3 separate regions of the Sus scrofa genome follow, and all the other regions are linked to region 1. The links are chromatin contacts, called in public HiChIP or PLAC-seq and promoter capture Hi-C maps. All regions are on one chromosome and are shown on one strand. The core of a region is the stretch at or near the end of the contact, and the rest is flanking DNA. Distances in the headings are between cores, read along the strand shown. Region 1 holds the start of RBMS1 (RNA-binding motif, single-stranded-interacting protein 1). Region 2 has its middle 70 kb from the start of ITGB6. Region 3 overlaps RBMS1 (RNA-binding motif, single-stranded-interacting protein 1).

Region 1 (4,206 bases), core at 468-2,967:
GGGCTTTGTAACACAGGCTGAATTTTCATCATCCAGAAATAAGTAGAACAGTCTAAGTTTGGTAATTTCTTTTATCAACTCGTGCCTAGAACTCCTGAAATTGTTCTTAACTAATTTCTCCTCCTTCAGTCCCTTCTCTAAACCATCACTCCTAGACCTCCTAGGTTCTTAGGTTAGTTCATATCAGTTCCCTTATCAAATACATTAAAGGGTCCCACATAGAAACAGTGTAAAGAACTATTTTTAGCTCCCCTAGCTAGACAATGAACCTTCTGAACCAACATCCAGATTGACATTGACCTCAGCAGGGCCCACCACACAGCAGAAGCTCAAGCAATACTTGTTTCTTTGTAGGATTTGACATAGGTTAACTCTTAATTATTTTTAAGAGAACATGATTTGCCTCCCGGCATATCCAAAAATTTGTTTTTTCACAATGTATAACCCAGAAATTTGTCTAAATCATATAAAGGTGATAAAGGTTTCATTTCACTATTGCATTGTTTTAAAGTACCTTATTAAGCCTTTTGAAATGTAATCAAATAAAAATGTCACTGTTTAACGAAATCATGCATTCCATTTCAGTTTGATTTACCTTTGTGCAACTATGAACACAGACTGTCAGAAAATCAAAATGACAAAACGAAGTGATCAAGGTCTATTTAATAACAAATTAATTTTTCATTACATTTTATTAGATGTGCAAGATCTCCAATTTGAAAGTGCTTTCTTACTTATCCTATTTGTACATTTTAGTATTATCTCTTGTTGCGCTGGAATATAAAAGTCTTCTACAGGCAGCTTAAGGGACCAATTAACTCCATTAAATTATATCCAGTTATGTAGTGAACTGAACCACTGCTGTCTGGGGCTGTCTGGAGCTGTGACAATTAGGAGATGGAGAGAGGCAGAAAGAGATTGATTTTAATATGTCACAGAAGCACACTGCAACAATATGCCAGCGTGACTTTCAAAATGGCCTTAAAATATTCCAAACTCAGGGAGTTTCCTTGCTCCTGAGTGGGAGTTGACAGACTGTCTGGCAGCGTTAGAAAGAGGCAGAGAAAAGCTGATGTCTATATTGTGTCCTCTGATAATAACGTTCTGCCTCTCTGCGGCATCTCCCCCTTAGAAGGATCCGTCTATTTGTTGTGAGGGTGGTGTGGGTGTGTGTGTGTGTGTGTGTGTGTGTGTGTGGTGCGCTTGCGCGCGCACCCGACCGCTTTGCCTCCTCTGGTGCAGAGGGCATGATTTCACCTCTCACATCTGGGAAAACCATACCGAAGGACACTAAACCTCCCAAGGTCATCTAGAAAATTAGTGTTGTGGCCTGAGGGGGGGTGGGAATGGAAGGGACAGAACCCAGGCATTCTGACTCCAGCTTTGTGGTTGGACACCAAATTATTTTCCTTCCCTTGTGAAAAAAAAAGGAAAAAAAAAATCATTGGGGGGGAGAGTAAGAGATTAATCAGATTTCCTTCTCGTTCCCCCTTACCTCCCCTCTCTCTCGAGATAAAAACTCATGAAAGCAAACGAGGTGTCCACTCTGCAGTTCTTAAGCTGTGTCCCCCCCAAATCCAACCCCACCCTTTACCCTCAACACAAAGCGATCCGGACTCCCAAGGTTTCCGCCCGTCCAACCCCGAGCCTGGGAGGTGAGGAGTGGTTAAAACTCAGCCCTCACCTCCAGCCGGTCCCGGCTCCACGGCGCCCAAGCCACGCCCCCACCGCCCTTCCCCCACGGCCTCGGCCCGCCAGCCCCTCTCCCCTCTCCCAATCGGGCGCACCCACCCCAGATGCCGCCTGGCACCGAGCGCAGCCGCCGCCGCCGCCGCCGCCGCAGCAGCACTTTCCACTGGTATTGATCACCTCCTGGCCCCGCTCAGCCTGCTTGCCGGAGCGGAGCGCTGCCAGAGCGCCAGTCCTTGGCAGCCCCGGAGCAGTTGGGCTCCGGGAGGCAACTCCTTGGGAGCGCCCTGTCCGGGGTGCCCTCTGCGCTCTGCAGTGTCTTTCTCTGTGCCTGGGAGAAGAAGGAGGAGGAGGAGAGGAAGGAGGAGGAGGAGGACGTCTGGTCCGGGCTGGGAGGTGGAGCAGCGGCAGCCGCCGCCGCCGCCGCCGCCGGAAAGGGAGAGGCAGGAGAGATCGAGACTTGGAAACCTCAAAGTGCCCGCGACCCTGCACGGCAGGCTCCCTTCCAGCTTCATGGGCAAAGTGTGGAAACAGCAGATGTACCCTCAGTACGCCACCTACTATTACCCCCAGTATCTTCAAGCGAAGGTAAGGGGGAGCGGGAGACAGGGGACCCGGGAGGAGGGGACGCCGGGGGCGCGCGCTGCTCGGGCCCGGAAGGGGCGCGCGGCTAGTCCCCGCCGCCCCCGGCGGAGTTGCTGGAAGGTTGCTAACTATAGCGCTGGCCTGGGCGAAGCCAGGCTGCGCGCCGGGCGGCGGCTGCCCGCGGAGCGGAGTGCGGGGATCGGGTTACAGAGAGCCGCGGGGGGAGAGACTAGACAGGAAAGAGCCGCCGGCCCCTTCCTGGCCTGGGAGGCGGGGAGGGTCGCGAGCCGAGCGGCGCCCCTCGTCGAGCGTCTGCTGCTGGGTCGCTGACGCCTGGGGCCCGTGCCCGGCCCCGCCGGCGGCGCGGATCTTCGACCACCTTCTCCTGGGCCTCGCGTGGCGAGCAGCAACTCTCGGTTTCCCTCCGAGTGGCGCGGAGCCTCCCGCCCCCGGGGACGCCCCTCAGCCTCCCGCGCGCGCGGTGACTGGGGCTGGAGGGGTTGGGGGTGGGGGGGACGGGACTTTTCCCTCCCCGCCTCCGGCCCTGCGCGCCCGCCCCTCGCGTTGATCTTTGTGCGGTGTGGCACTTCACCTGGTTACTGATTTCTACTTTTACGCTGGTGTTTTGGGTAGAAAAGTGGCCAAAGTTCACTCAGCGTTCATTGATGTCCCTTTAATCTTCCCTGTAGCTTTTGCAAAGGACGGACAATGGGCATATTTCGGTGCAGAGAAAGAAGTGACTTCGTATTTAGTTTAGAAAAATACTACCTTATATGTTTACCACCGATCGATTTCCAGTGGTGCTTTCTCAAAAGTGGCCTTGTCACACTCTTGGGTGACACAGCAGATGACATGTTGCATACAGATTGCGACTGGCTTTCTAGGGACCCTGGGTACGTTGTTAGTGGGCCTATGCTATTTTTACAATAAGAATTTGATTCCTCCTGAATTCATTTGAAAAAAAAAAAATGGGTCCACAAAGAGTGAGGGTTTCACTGCTTTGGAAGCTTCTTCCACGGTTTAGGAGGGCATAAGTTGGCTACCAGCCTTCTTCAGCAATTAGCATCTCCCTTGACTCCTGGTGCCCTTGTAGATCACGAAAGAATCAAGTATGGGCACAGTATCTGAACTTTCTTTGAGGGGTTATAATCATGCTCTGCTTGCTGACACAGGGCATTTCTGGCCTGGTACAAAGAATCTCTGATTGAACCTTGATAAGCTTTTCTTTCTTAAAGTGTGTGTGGTCCATGTTAAGGTACTTACACCCTAGTTCTGTATCTGTCCATGTAAAAAGGACACTTGTCCGCATAGAGACCAGACATTTGTTAGCCTTCAAGGGCCTTATTTCACCCTCCTCCTATTTTCATTTTACTTTGGTTTTCGGAAAAGCAGCAAGATGGTTGAGCATTATTCATTTCTGTGTGGTCACTTTGGTATTTGTTTTCATGGACGGGAGGGAGGTACCCGATTTTGGTGAGCTACATTGTAAATATAAGTTGTTCAAAGAAATTTTAAGTGTAATCAATGCATTGCTTTTTAGATATCACATGTGTTTAATGCACTTGTTTAGATTGCGCAGCATTGGGTACCTAAAGGACAGCCTATTCAACGTTTAACTATATGAATAATAAATAGCGTACCCTCAGGTGAAGAAGAAAAAAGGCCATGTTTATACAGGCACATCCACCCTAGTAATTTTTATATACCATTGGTAAGTTAGAAACCAAGTGCATAGCATTTAATATAGCTAATGCAATGCCACTTGGCTCTTTTTGCCCTGTAAATAATTGAAGAGAGAGACAAACGGCAAGAGCCTGCTCTAGTAATTAGGGTTGGATCCCAGAAAGCTTTAGGGTCCATTTCTGAAAGTGTGCTTCCTGCATAAAGCATTTAATATTGATTTGTGTTACGGTAAACGACATTCTCAAAACA
Region 2 (4,206 bases), core at 942-3,441, 220 kb after region 1:
TGTTAGCTTTTTCTGTTTTATTTCTTTTGAGAACCTTTGAATAAAAAACATCTGAAATTTTATTTTTCCTGTCAATTTCTTTCTGGTTAGAATACATGTATATCAGAATTTAATTTCATTTCTGATCTCTCCCTTCACCTCAGTGGATTGGTTTCAAAGTGAGTTGAAAATTATGTCAGATTCAATATGTACTCAAGGTACATGTCCTTTATTTTTTTATGTATTTATTTTGTGTGTGTGTGTGCCTTTTAGGGCTGCACCTGTGGCACATGGAGGTTCCCAGGCTAGGGGTCTAATTGGAGCCACAGCCACAGCAACGCAGGATCCGAGCTGTGTCTGCAACCTACACCTCAGCTCACGGCAACACCGGATCCTTAACCCACTGAGCGAGGCCAGGAATCGAACCTGCAACCTCATGGTTCCTAGTCAGATTCATTTCTGCTGCACCACGACAGGAACTCCAAGGTATATTTCCTTTAAAAGAATTGGAAAAACCTTCCCAGACCTTCTTTTTACTACTTTCAGTTCGTGTACAGGGGCAGCCACCATATTTCTTCTCAATAAAGTCCATCTTTGGTCTGTTCTTAAGGACCAGTGAGCCAGACCCCTCTCCTTCCTCTGTCCTTATTGCTGCTACCTTTTGAACTGTGGCACTGTCATTTCCCAGCAAGGGGGCAGAAAGTGTCCCATCTCTGGTAAGCAGGCTCACAGGTTAGGATTTCAGGAGGAACTTATCTGTGCCTCGCTGACCCAGGCCTCCTATAGTGACTTCATTTGGCCATCCCCAGTAGGAGGCTCCAGCGCCACACTCATGGGGAGGAACAGCAGCTCTCTTCCACACTGACATGCTTTAGCGAAGGCTCTTAGTACAAGAGATTAACTCCTTTTACCCAAAGTGAATGAAATGTTTTAGCGTCTTACAAGATTCTGTTTCTGCTGCCCAGTGATTCTTTCCTGGTGAAAGGAGTGGGCAAGAAAAATACTCATAGCCTCCATTTCTACAATGCCTGCCCTACAGTGTGGACGATGGGCGATGTGAATTAGATACCTGGGGTTTAGAGTACATGACTTGCCAGGGCTCTCGATGGGCGATGTGAATTAGATACCTGGGGTTTAGAGTACATGACTTGCCAGAGCCGGGAGAGCCCTGCTGCCCACTGGCTCTTTGAGAAAAGAAACGGGGTCCTCTGATGATAACCAGAGCTTCAGAGAGAAAGGAGTTGGGGCCGGAGCAAAGCATGGCCTCATTGAGATCCACGCAGGCCGCTAAGAATGTAAGCTTTGTGGCCTCATGATCTGCCCCTGCCTCACTTGTTCCCAGGCTCTTTCGCCCATGACCACCAACCAAGAGGCAGGAAAGAAATACGTTGGGCACCTTAAGTTTTGTTAACATTATTTTTGTTCTCATATTTTAAGATGTTTTATGTCATTGGAGTCCTGGGACATCCAGTGGCAGTCTTTACACAAACTGATACCATTTTTTCAGAGCACCTTTTCTATCTGCAGCAGGACTGAGCCAACCAAGTGCTGATGGCTAAAACAGAGCTGTCCCTCACAGAGGATCTGTGGGGCATTTGGGGATTGACGCCACCTTACTGAAAAGCTGTGGCTCCTCCAGTGGTTAGGAGCCAGGACTCCCTCTTGGTCGGAGGTGGCCTGGGTCCGAGCATCTGGGAGGAATTCTTTCCTGGGAAGGGAGGGAGAAAGCTGGCAGCAGCTCGCAGGAAAGCAGGCTCCCTCTCCTCTGAACAGGCAGGGATGAGGAATAGCAGGGGTGGACAGGGAGCCCAGGGTTCTCACCCTTCACAGGCAGTAGCATAGGGTAAATCCACGAACCTGAATTCCACCTTCTCTCAAATTCCATAAAAGCTGATTAAAAATTCACTGGGAGAAAGGCAGTACCTCCCAGCCTGAGGGAGGGCTCAAAAATGTTCAGATCTGACGTGGATATCCTCATTCCACAAGAGTAACCAAAAGGGAAAATATCCAGCTGCCTTGGGGTAAAAGTCACAGACCTGTCGTCATCACCCCCATCCCCCCATGCACAAAAAGCTTCAGAAGATAGCAAGTGGGTGAGGAGTGAAGAGAACTCGGACCTCAGGATTAAAGAAAAGCCCAGCAGGTTCTTCCCCTCAAATAACAATGAGATGAGCTCAGCACCTCTCGTGGCGGCTGAGAACGCGGGCAACCCGGGCCACCAGCTAGGTGGCCGTTGGTAGGCGCGGCGATGCCCACGGGACTGGGAGGCTACGCCCTGCGCCCATCCTTCGTGTGGATGAACTCGGCCAGTCGATGGGATTTCAACGCGGTGGAAGTGCCCCGGAGTGGCTCAGTCTTTGTCCGTCCTGGCTTCTAACGCTTTGGGTCTTTGCAGGGCTCGGGAGTGTTCTCACTTGAGCCACTAGAGGGAGATTTTGTCGCTCTTCACCTGCAGCTGCGAGCGCCAGACCAGAGATGGCCTGGGAGGGGGCGCTGCTGATGTAAACTGAGGATCCCCGGACACAGGACACACATCGTCGGGGATTACAGGGTTCTTGAATTGGGGGTTAATTGAAAGAACTAACAAAGAGAAAATCACGTTGCCCGATGCTGGCAGCTCCCTCATGAAAGCATTGTTGCTCATATTGGAGTGTAACTTAAATGACCTTTTTTTTTTTTTTCTTGGCCGCAAATGCTGCCTGTGGAAGTTCCTGGGCCGGGCATCGAACCCATGCTGCAGCAGGGACCCGAACTTCAGCAGTGACAACGTCGGATACTTAACCCAGTTGGTCACCAGGGGACTCCTACATGTGACCTTTAAGGCTCAAGGAAGGAGGGGGCAGGGGAGGAAGTCTTGTGACTTGAGGCTGCAAAAACGTGCTGGCAGGTCTCTGGGCTGCTCAGAATTGAAAACAGGTGGCTTTGGATTAAATACCAACTTTAATGCTATTATTTTTTTTAATGTGACCGAGATTCGATCTAGGTTATTCCACTGCTCATTTACACAAGATACGGATTATCAACAAGACTGTGGGTAATTCCTACCCTCTAATATCCCTGAAGCCACTTCCTCTGCTTGAATACTTCCAGTGATGGGGCACTTCCCACCTCTCTCGACAACCTGTATCTTTGGAGAGCAGCTCTCAAACTTGTTTAAGGAGTCAAATTTGCAATTTTGTAATTTCTTTTTTTTTTTTTTTTTTTTTTTTTTTTGTCTTTTTGCCTTTTCTAGGGCCGCACCCATGGCGTATGGAGGTTGCCAGGCTAGGGGTCCAATCGGAAATGTAGCCGCCGGCCTACACCAGAGCCACAGCAATGCCAGATCCGAGCTGCGTCTGTGACCTACACCACAGCTCACAGCAACTCTGGATCCCTAACCCACTGAGCAAGGCCAGGGATCAAACACACAACCCCATGGTTCCTAGTCAGATTCATTAACCACTGAGCCACGACGGGAACTCCAAAATTTTGTAATTTCTAACTATCAGCCTTAGTTCTGCCAACTGAGAAGCCATGGGATAAGTTGATCATTGCTGTTGTTGGAAAGACAAAGCACAGTGACAGAGAGCCTATCAGTGACTGCCAGGAGTTCAAGGGGACAGGAAGATGTGCCTATAAAGGGATAGTACAGGGGAGTTTAGGAGGAGTGATGAAACTACTCTAAATGCTGATTGTGGTGGTTATACCAATCTACACATGTGCTAAAATTCATAGAAATGTAGACCCCAAAAAGTCTCTTTTACTGCATGGCCATTTATTTTTTAAATCTTTTTTTAAAATGACACAAATCAATCATCCTTCAAATGTGGGAAACTGCCAGCTCCATAAATCTCTGGGTTGAACATTACTTGTAGCTTGAACTGTTCCTCATCAGCTCACCCTCCACAGACACCACAGGTAACTCAGGATAAAACCCAGAACCCCTGTCTCTTGCTCATCTCTACCCTTCCATGAAGTGGTTTCCTTTTTGACTTCTCAGTTCCTAAAGCTTGTAGTCAGTTAAAATCCCTATGTTCTCTCTCTCCCTCTCTCCCTCCCTCTCTCTCTCTCTCTCTCTTTTTTTTTTTTTTTTTTTTTTTTTTTTTTTTTTTTTTTTTGTCACAATGATAAACACATGCAGTGGAATCTTATGTAGCTATTTTTAAATGAAGTCATTTTCCATGGCATGAACAATACTCAGGATGTAAGGTGAACAGAAACTGTTAGGCCCACTGTAGATACAGTATG
Region 3 (4,206 bases), core at 1,160-3,659, 160 kb after region 1:
AAGGATACAAACTAAAACAAGCACCATCCTTTGTCACTATTTCATAAAAATATCCAAAGCCTTGTATTTATTTATTTGAATACCACAATTTTAATATCATTATTTATTTAATACCACTGCCCGTTTAATACCCAAAATGTGAGAAGTACATCATCTTAGATTTAACGTTCTGAAGAATTTGCTGCATTTGTCTGCCTGTGTCCTGTGTAGTGATCACCTCCTGGTCGGTTTTTGTGAAAACCTGCTTTGCAGCCGTACCCCTCACCCAGGTGGTCACGCAGCCCTGCTGGAACACTGCCCTTGGTGGCATGTTCTCCAATAAAAATAGTTTTTATTTAAAAAAAAAATTATTGAAATATGGTAGACTTACAAAGTTGTGTTAATTTCAGGTATATAGCAAAGTAAATCAGTTGTACATATACATATATCCATTCCTTTTCAGAGTCTTTTCCCATATAGGTTATTACACAGTGTTGAGTAAATTTCCTTCTGCTATACAGTAGGTCCTTGTTACCCATCTATTTTACATATAGTAGTGTATATATGTCAGTCCCAACCCCCAAATTTATCCCTGCCCCACCCCCAATCCAAGATAGTTCTTTATTTTTGTTTATTTATTTATTTTATTTTGTCTTTTCGCCATTTCTTGGGCCACTCCCACAGCGTATGGAGGTTCCCAGGCTAGGGGTCTAATCGGAGCTATAGCCTCCGGCCTACGCCAGAGCCACAGCAATGCGGGATCCTAGTCGTATCTGCAACCTACACCACAGCTCACGGCAATGCCGGATCCTTAACCCACTGAGCAAGACTAGGGATCGAACCCACAACCTCATGGTTCCTAGTCGGATTCGTTAACCACTGAGCCATGACCGGAACTCCTCAAGATAGTTTTTAGATAGGACTTCTTTAGAGTTTTTTCTTTTCCATGTGAGCATCTGCAAGGCTGTCAGCCATTCCATCCTCATAGGATATATTTCTAGACCTGTGTCTACCAAGCTTAGTCTCTGAAAGAGCTCAGATGAGGTACAAGGAGATGTTTAGAACAAACGCCTTTGACGTAGAAAGCACTCAGTTAAAGTGGGCTGTTGTTATTCTTTTATTCCTCCGTTCCTTCCTCCTAAATTTTGACTGATTATTTTTTGCCAGGCACTATGCCAGGGCCTGAGATGCTAAGAGGAAAGCAGTCTGAGGGAACACAGACTGATGTGATGCGGATGCAGACATGGGGTTGGTGTAGCAGCGGGCCGAGGGCTGCACCAAGAACACTGAGGACCCACTGCCTCGGGCCAGTGCAGAGGCAGCGCTTAGCTTGGTCAGGGAAGGTCAGAGAAGGCTTGCTGCTACTGGAGAGAACCATGAAACTGAGCCTTGCAGAATGAGACTGAATTTCCCCAGTGAAGTAACTTCTTGAAGGGCAGAAGATGAAGATGGAGCAGGACAAGCGCAGGGCCTTATACAGGATCAAAAGGCAGCTGGAGCTGTGTGAATTCCCAGGGTTGCTGTTGCAGAGTACCACAAACTTGATGACTTAAAATAATGTGTTATTATCCCACAGTTTTAGAGGCTAGAAGTCCAAAATTAAGGTGTCAGTAGAACCATGTTCCCTCTGAAAGCTTAAGGGAGAATCCTTCCCCGTACAGCTGGTGGTGCTTTGCCTGCAGTTCTTAGTGCTCTGGTTCACAGCTGCATCCCCGGGCTCATCTCAGTCAACACATACCTTCTCCCTGTGATTCTGTCTGGGTCCAGATTCCCTCTTAGAAGGACACCTGTAACATTGGATGTGGGCCTACCCTAATGGCCTTATCTTAATTCAGTTATATCTGCAAAGACCCTATGTCCAAATCAGACCACATTCACAGTCACTGGAGCTTAGGACTTGGACATATCTTTTGGGGGTACCCAGTTCAGCCCATCACTATGGGGGTCAGAAGATGGTGAGCAAAGAGCCCCCAAAGCATAATTTCTTTCTAAGATCAGGATCGTATATTTTTCTCAGTGCAACCTATATCTGTTTCATCTAGAGAACTTGAATTTGTTCCTTGCCAGAAAAGCCAGGTATTTTCATGTGAGAAACCAAGGCTTTCCCTAAAGTTATACAGTTGATTATCCCTCCCTTTGGAACTTATACGTAAGGCTTATTTTTCCCTATTAAATATTATAGTGTTGGCTTTGGCCAAGAATTCATTCTAGCCTATTGAAATAATTTCCAAGCACTATTTCTACCACCTTACATTCACCATTCCCCACTAGCTTTGGAACATTCATATATTTAATAAGAGTGCAGTCAGTGACCCGATTTGTGCCAATTTTTAGATGTTGAAAAAGTTCTGGCCAAGAACAGAGCCTTGTGACACATCCCTACATGCGTCGGCCTTGACCATCAGACTAGCTCAGTCACTTGTTTAGCTAGTTACCCACTCATCCAAACCACATTTCCTCTTCCCAGATGTCCTTGTCTAATCCACCAGCAAATAATGATTTTTATTTAGCTCAAAGCAAAATATACTTTGTAGCATTTCTGAGCAACCTTGACTTCCTCACTACTCCCCAGGGTAGAAAGAGCAAAAGTTTCACCATGGGTGTCTTCCTGGGAAGGACTTCTCTGGTGCCTGTTCTTTTCACCAGTCTCTCTATCCAGTCCATTCTGGAATTTTGCTTTAGCTCCATAAGCCTTACCTGCCTTTCTAGAATCTAGGTTTTTTTTGTTCTTTTAAAGAATGGGAATGATATGTCCCCTTTCCATTAGCGCCTCTCCTATGATGCAAGATTTCTCAAAACAACAAGATTGGGAAATCCTGATTATGTCATGTAAATAAGAAGTACTTTTAGCCCCAGTCTTTATTCACAGCACTCATACTTGTACATTCTGGAAGATGCAGCAAATTTAAGCTATCATGAGAGAGAGAGTCTTATTACCTTCATTGAAATATGGAAATTTTGTGAAACTGATACTAAAGTAATTTAACAGCTTTTGGCTCACTTTGGCTCCATTTTTTTTTTTTTTCCCACATAAAGATAATTCTTCTCTGATTTTCTTAAGCTTTAAGATTAGAAATTTTTAGAGCGGTATTGCTCTGTCTTTGGAATGATTGCTTATCTTTATCTGCAGTGTCTAAGGATAGTCTTATTTGGAGCAGATCAGTAGGAAACCAGCATTGGAGCCCTATTTATCCTTTTCCATTAGATCCGCCCTGAAGAGACGTGACCATTGTCACGAGTGACCCTTGAATGAAACATCTAAGTTTAGAAACATCAACTGTGCTGGCAGGCTACATTAGCATTCCCTTGCCTATCCAGCCCAAGTGTATTTTTTACTAATGATACATTTGTATCACATCCCCAGATTTCTTAGAACTGAAGTGAGTAAAATAGATATCATTTTCCTTTTCTGTCTGTTCTTCACACCGGCTTTTCAAGGTCGTGGGGCAGTCAGGATTTATTACTTTAGAAAAGGATGGCCTGACAGCATTTGGAAATCAATATGCTGGTGCCATGTTCTGGATCAAAGCCAACATTCGTGTTCAGTCTAGGAAATGTCCAATTTGACTCCTGCCGTTTTCAGCTCATGTCAGAATCAGGAGAAATTTCTAGGTAGTTTGCACACTCCGTTTTAATAGTTTCAGATAACCCTCTTTGCTTCAGAGAGTACGTTTACTTTTACTCTCTGTCACGTTGTTCTTGTTTTGAATGAAGCAGGCCTTGATGATTTTCGGTGTTGGAGTTTAATACATTCAGTTTCTACAGACTCTGACACAGTTCTCTGTTACTGGGTGTGTGTGTGTGTGTGTGTGTGTGTGTAAGAGTTCTAGTTTTTCTTTTAAAAGGAGTAACAAATTTAGAGATATTTGAAAAGTAACCTAGGAACTAAAATTCTTCTTAGTTTTTTGGGTTTTTTTCCCCCAACAACCTTTTACAGTTGTCTTTTTGGTAGCAACTTTTAATTCCATGTTAAACTCCTAAATTACTTTACTTCCTTCATTTGTTTTTATAAGCTAAATTAGGATAAAACACAAGGCCGTGTTCATTTTTCAAGGCAGAATGTATTTCCCTTCTCTCCACAACTGCCAACTTCCCTCAATTCCCCACAACAAATACTCTAAGGGGAAAAAATTTGTATTGCATGTTTTGGTTTCATTCATTCAAACAGTACATATTGAGGGGTTTCACTATGCAAAGAACCGTACTGAAAAGCAACTATAGAAATGA

What was found. Promoter capture Hi-C pulls out the DNA fragments that hold promoters and counts their contacts. HiChIP or PLAC-seq counts read pairs in DNA pulled down with a chosen protein or histone mark.
Region 2: a promoter capture Hi-C map of fetal liver shows a contact between it and region 1, with 2.7 times the contacts expected there. The contact joins the enhancer-like site here to the promoter of RBMS1 in region 1. A contact is called at or near these places in 3 of 5 promoter capture datasets (fetal liver, fetal skeletal muscle and liver), 4 of 47 Hi-C or Micro-C datasets (embryonic fibroblasts, fetal skeletal muscle, heart right ventricle and 1 more) and 2 of 2 datasets of contacts at active chromatin or transcription factors (alveolar macrophages and skeletal muscle).
Region 3: a contact with region 1 is called in an H3K27ac HiChIP or PLAC-seq map of alveolar macrophages. The contact joins the enhancer-like site here to the promoter of RBMS1 in region 1. A contact is called at or near these places in 2 of 5 promoter capture datasets (fetal liver and liver), 17 of 47 Hi-C or Micro-C datasets (alveolar macrophages, brain, embryonic fibroblasts and 9 more) and 2 of 2 datasets of contacts at active chromatin or transcription factors (alveolar macrophages and skeletal muscle).

What each region holds. Positions count from the first base shown.
Region 1 is chr15:67,406,938-67,411,143 of Sscrofa11.1, reverse strand. It overlaps RBMS1 (RNA-binding motif, single-stranded-interacting protein 1), which reads left to right and starts at 1,717. Exons shown (of 14, transcript XM_003133427.6): 1 at 1,717-2,277. The coding sequence starts at 2,203. LOC106506256 (a long non-coding RNA gene) reads right to left here and starts at 1,904. Exons shown (of 3, transcript XR_001301448.2): 1 at 1,792-1,904.
Region 2 is chr15:67,188,421-67,192,626 of Sscrofa11.1, reverse strand. No RefSeq gene overlaps it. Among named protein-coding and RNA genes, the nearest start is that of ITGB6, 70 kb to the right of the region's middle. Within about 2 kb of position 2,191, at least 40 of the 83 cell types and tissues checked have an H3K27ac peak or open chromatin away from gene starts, as enhancers often do. A contact at or near this core is called in fetal liver, fetal skeletal muscle, retroperitoneal adipose tissue and 1 more, where this site is marked.
Region 3 is chr15:67,246,079-67,250,284 of Sscrofa11.1, reverse strand. All of the region lies in intron 2 of RBMS1 (RNA-binding motif, single-stranded-interacting protein 1), which reads left to right. Among named protein-coding and RNA genes, the nearest start is that of ITGB6, 130 kb to the right of the region's middle. Within about 2 kb of position 2,409, at least 15 of the 83 cell types and tissues checked have an H3K27ac peak or open chromatin away from gene starts, as enhancers often do. A contact at or near this core is called in alveolar macrophages, mesenteric adipose tissue, omental adipose tissue and 1 more, where this site is marked.